Linked DNA regions of Ovis aries: region 1 is linked to region 2. A link is a contact called in public Hi-C data. All regions are on one chromosome and are shown on one strand. The core of a region is the stretch at or near the end of the contact, and the rest is flanking DNA. Distances in the headings are between cores, read along the strand shown. Region 1 holds the start of ISCU (iron-sulfur cluster assembly enzyme). Region 2 overlaps CORO1C (coronin 1C).

Region 1 (2,700 bases), core at 160-2,659, 77 kb before region 2:
GCTGCGGCCGCCGTCGCCATCTTGGACTTCCAGAGACTCCCGGGTCCTCACTTGGCCGCCAAAGACCCGCAGTAGTTGGAGCTGCCCGCGGCGCGCGCCTGGTCAAAATCCCGCCCGTCTGCCACCTGAAGAGAAACTATGCGCCTCGGATGACATGGAAATCTCGAAATACACGAGATTCATGTTATTTTATATACTTTCAGTAGCTCTTGTTCGAATAAAAAAGCTCACCAACAGGGCATGCGTTTCGGCACAACGTCGGACAGCAGTTGGGTCCTTAGGCAGGAAGTGGAAGCCATAGAGGCAGCCACTGAGTGAGCGTGATGGTTGTAGTTAAGGGTTTGGCGCCATCTTGAGAAGGTCAAAAATGATTCTTGGAATAAATATCTTACCACCTAGTCTGACCTGGCGCGTGAGTCAGTCTCCCCAGCAACTGAGCCTCAAACGCGCAAAAAAGTCTTAAGTCCTCAGGGAAGGATCGATTGCACCATTCATGAGAATAACTCATTTCCCAGAGATTCCTTCTCTTTATCTAATGCCTGGCGCCTAGCACTTAAATACACGTGAGTTTTGATTTTATAGGATCATATTCTGCAAACCAGTATCAATAAATTACATTAATAAATATTTACTTAGAATCTCTTCATTGCTATATCTTGTGATTTAATCTGTGCCAGTTTGCTTTTTAATAGAGACATAAACATATACAATTTTTAAAATCAGAGCAAAGTATTCTTTCCTTTAGTTAAGCTTCTCACTTTAGTGGTAGAAAAGCCTTGGTGGGTCTATTTATTGCCTTGCTCCCTCAGTAGCAAGCTTAATTGTGTCGTCTTGGGTTGTTTTCCCAAAGCACCCTGACAAAAAGTAGATACTCAACACAAGATTTGCTCAATGGATGAAGAACTGTCCTTGAATTAGTACAAAAAAGATCGAGGTTTACAATGACACTATGTTTCACTTAGCAGCACACAGCCAGTTAGGAGCAGAAATGGGATTCTAACTCAGGACTGTTCAAGTCAGAATCCCAACTGGGCCCCTCTGGGCAACCTAGGGCAAGTTACTAAACCGTTCTGATCCTCAAATTCCTAAGCTGCAAAATAGAGCCAAGAAGGGTGGACTGGTTGAGCCTCTGCGCCGAAATAGGCGGTGGGGCTTTGTCAACGCAAAGCTGGGTCCTGATTTCCTGCTCAAGGATCCTCAAGATTCAGAACCCAGCTCGGTGGACCAGCCCTCGAACGATTTCAAACCTTTAGGCTCCGCGCCGCGGGAACAAAACGGGGACACGTGAACGCAGCGGGAGGGCGCAGGCGCAAGGTCGCCGGTACTTTAGAGGGTGCGCGCTCCCAGCAGGGAGCCGACTCGCGCACGCGCCCCTCCCCTCGGCCGCGCGCTCCACCTGCGCAGGCGCAAGCCCTCAAGATGGCGGCGGCTGGAGCGGGCCGTCTGAGGCGGGCGGCGTCGGCCCTGTTGCTCCGGCCCCCGCGCCTGCCCGCCCGGGAGCTCTCAGCTCCCGCTCGGCTCTATCACAAGAAGGTAAGAGCGGCCCGGGGGTCCGCACCGGGCGGGGGGGCGGGCGGGAGTGCGAGGACCCCCCAGAGGACTTAGGGGTCCTAGCGGAAGCCCAGCCTAGTGGCCCTCCCCGCTCTGCGCGGCCCTGGAACCCCGACTGCAGCCCAGGGCCCTGGCCGCCCCCAGCCCTGGATGGAGGGGCCTTCCTCTCAAGAGGCCGCCTCGAATGGCTTTCCCTCGCTGCGCTGGGGCGACTAACCGCGCCTGAAACAGGAATGACAGCTCCCGCTAGCCTAGCGGCAGCTGCCCTCAATCTGAAACATCCATCCGGCCTTTAAGCCTCTCGGCTGCCCAGGAAGCAGGGTCCTGCTCTGTCCGGGCTAGCCGGACACACAGCGGCCGAGTGACCTTGGGCGAGTCACTGCCCCGCGCTCGTCAGATGGGGTCTGGGCAGCGCCCCCGGACGCGAGTGCATTGCCTGCGGAGTCCTGGGCAGGGCGCTTGGCACAGGGAGGCCGCTGAGGGTCGGTGTTACTGTTGCAGGAGCTCAGAGCCTCCGAGTGGACATGGACGTGTAACCAACAGTCGTCACGTTTTTGTGTTTGTTTTGGTTTGGTTTGGGGGTGGTGGGATGCTGTGAGTTAAGACAGGTTGGGTAGTTGGCAGCCACATGAGACGTGTCTCGCTTGGGAACCGGTTAAGTAAAAAAAGTGCGATAAATCAACCCCGGGGCAGAAAGTCGAAACTGGATATTATCTTACAGATCCTTGGACTTGGAAGTCAAAATCCGTGGTCGGATAGGTCGGGGGAAGGGGACTGGAAGTTCGGAATACTTAACGACTAACTGGGAAACAAACCGCAAGGTTTTTAAAGCCTCGCATGTGCCAGTTTGAATAGATGTCTACTCTGTTCTGGCTTCCACGCGTTTGCGCACAGACCTCACTCCCCGCGGACCCAGGGCTGTATATTGTTGACAGTACACGCGGAATGACCTGGCGCGCGCAGCCTTTCCGCCACCAGAGCGCGCTGCGGCACCGCAGATTTCAGGGCCCCGAAATACAGTCATGGTGGTTATTTATCACCACACACAAATGGCTGTATTCCATAGCCTTGTTCCTCCCGTAACAATCTCCATGAGGCTTCTGGGACCATACAGACGTGTAGGTTTTTGCATAGTAATCATTCTTTTGA
Region 2 (2,700 bases), core at 106-2,605:
ATCACAGTCAAACCAAGGGTACTGGGCTTCTACAAGAAAGAGATGCTTTCCTAAGCCCTGATTCCCAGGGAATCAGCTCGTCACAGGAACTGTCGTGGCTGTGCAGAGGGCTCCTTGGGTGACCAGACACAGCTTCTATTTCCCCTGAACTCTCGTCCCTCCTTCACAATAAGGGGCTCAGCAAGACTAGGCAGTCTGCCCCAGATCCACCCCTGGGGAAGGCTAGAGATGGGTTCTGAACACCACTCCACCTCCAGAGCCAGGGGGCCCACTCATACATGCCCCATACTTACCCTCCGAGAAAGGGGGGGAGGTTCCACTGAGTCAGAGACACTGTGTCAGGGAGCAAGGCACTCGCTGCCTCAAAGACAGCGGACATGTGAAATAAACACAGACACTGTTTTGTAATCAATTTTTTTCTTTTATCTTTTAAAATGGAAGCAAGTGTTTCAACAGAATACGATGGCTGCTCTATAAGAGCCGATCTAGGAGTAATTCACTGGGTCTTCTCTCGGATAGCTTGGATTTAAAAAAAGAAAAAAGACAAAACAAGAAAAATAACCCACAGAGCGTCAAACACCAACTCTGAGCCTGGCGGGGAATCCGTTCATTAAATAAGCCATAAGCTACACACTCAGGTCAGAATAACCGGCTCCTGCCTCCTTGTCTCTCCAAACCATATTCCCAACAGTGTTTCACCACCAACAACAATTTTGCTCACTTAATTAACTGGGTATCAGAACCTTAGAACATTTCTGAATCTTAATAATGAAGGTCTTCAGCAGATTGTGTTGATAAAGAAACACATACAAGCTTGAATATAAACCACTGCAATTATTGTTTTCTTTATATCTCATTATCCACTTGAGTATTTAAAGCACACACGTACACACAAAACCACACCAAACATTCAAATACCCTGAAACTGTGGAGACAGCAATCCCAGGGTTGGCTAAGAACATGGTACCTTTTCTGCGTGGACACATGGACAGCTTGGACACATGTCCCACCCCACCGACGCCACGCTCTGCTTCAGCCTGGCCCCCTGCTCACAAACTATTCCAGCCAGTCCCGGCCCGGCCCCACACCCGCAGGCACACACCCAAGCGTCCCCGCCGTGGTCCCAAAGGCATGGCACGATTCCTATTCCATCACTCAGCTCTTCTAAAAGGGCTCCTTACACCTTTTTTTTTCTCAGGCATGTGCTCTGAGAAAATGGAAATGGAGAGGGGTTCCTGCTAACCCAGGAGCAGGGCAGGCCTGGAAGCTCAATGTCTGGCCCAGGACTAGGCAGCCTCTGGGTTTGGACCCAGCCTTGGAGGCGCTGCAGGGGGCACGGGTGAGTTTGTGTAGAGGGCGCACAGGGACAAACGACACCATCAAAGCTACAGCAGATGTCTGCTTCCTTCTTGGCCCTTTTCAGTCTCGGTATTCAACAGCACCCTCTGGCCGCAGCTTAGCAGAATGCAGTTAGGACCGAAACGCAAGCGGAGGGAAGCCCTGAGAGGGAGAGCTACTTACAGAAGGGAGAAAGGAAGGGCAGGAGCTGCAGGGATGCTGGCTAGGGGTGGGGGTGGGAAGCTGCCCAGTGCAGGACAGGCGGGAAAGCAGAGGACCACGCAGGGCGACACGCGGGGCGAACACTCCCCCCGGGTTCCCTGGTCTGTGTCCCGTCTAACCTTGGGTAAGCTGCTGAAATTGACAAGAAGGAACACTCCACAGCATCTGTGGCTCCTTGTCCTGGGCACCCTTGTCAAGTATTGACCAAAACCTGAAATATGACATCAAAAGGGATGAAGGCAATAGTTTCTATGTGTGTAACAAAACCGCAGAAACACATGCTAGTTTAGGTTAGATTATAATCATCTGAAGCACAGGATAACCAAGAAGCAAAATTCCATTCTGGTACAACCACCCAATTTTTAGAAAAGAGAAAGAAAATGATTCAATATGAGCCTTTTTTTCTTTTTGATCAGAAGACTCAATGGGAGGGGAAGGGTGGGAATACAAATCCACGTGATTTTTCAAGTCTTCCTTTTGTACAGTCATTAAGATGACCAGGTTTGTGCTGCAGAGAAGTCAGCACCGTGTGGCTACGGCTCTGTTCTCAGATGAATGTTTATACAAAATAATATCTTATCTTCATTTAGTTTATAAACATACACAGTGCTGTCCCTTTCAAATTAAAGAAAAAAAAAACCCACACACAAATACTGCAAAGTAGCAAAATATAAAGAAAAAAAAGCTACTTTTGGTTTTGGCAACATTAAAAAAAAAGAAATATAAAAAGCAATGTGGCATTGGTCCCTATTTGTAAAAAAAAAAAAAAAAGAAAGGAAAGAAAAGGTACTTGGGCAGGACACTGAATCAGAATTGGTTGGGTTTCTAAAATTCAGAATATCTGGGATTTTCAAAGTAGCACTTTTGTCTTTTAGAAGTTCACAAGTCACATAACACTTAAAACATCAAAAAAAGTTTTCTGGTAAAAAGCTCAGCTTTTAAATCACATTTTGTTTCTGCAAATTTGGGAGACGAATTGAGTTCTTACTGGAACGTGGCCTGTCGCTGGTCGACAGATCTGAAATGGAATGTCTCCAAAGGCAGTGCCTCCCTTCGCCCTCCCCGGGACCACGCCTTCCTGCTCCCATCTTGGGGGTGGGTGGACCTTCAAGCTGCTATCTTCGCCATCTGCTGTTCTAA

The links. Hi-C and Micro-C count contacts between places; a contact is called where the count stands out from the background.
Region 1: a contact with region 2 is called in a Hi-C map of blood, with 5 times the contacts expected there. The contact joins the promoter of ISCU here to the enhancer-like site in region 2. A contact is called at or near these places in 6 of 16 Hi-C or Micro-C datasets (blood, skin fibroblasts and tail adipose tissue).

The regions. Positions count from the first base shown.
Region 1 is chr17:64,530,003-64,532,702 of ARS-UI_Ramb_v3.0, reverse strand. ISCU (iron-sulfur cluster assembly enzyme) reads left to right here and starts at 1,409. Exons shown (of 5, transcript XM_027956661.2): 1 at 1,409-1,533. The coding sequence starts at 1,420. It overlaps SART3 (spliceosome associated factor 3, U4/U6 recycling protein), which reads right to left and starts at 41. Exons shown (of 19, transcript XM_027956663.2): 1 at 1-41. The coding sequence starts at 20.
Region 2 is chr17:64,453,351-64,456,050 of ARS-UI_Ramb_v3.0, reverse strand. It overlaps CORO1C (coronin 1C), which reads right to left. Exons shown (of 11, transcript XM_060400805.1): 11 at 401-2,700. The coding sequence ends at 2,668. Among named protein-coding and RNA genes, the nearest start is that of SELPLG, 13 kb to the left of the region's middle. Within about 2 kb of position 1,355, at least 4 of the 54 cell types and tissues checked have an H3K27ac peak or open chromatin away from gene starts, as enhancers often do.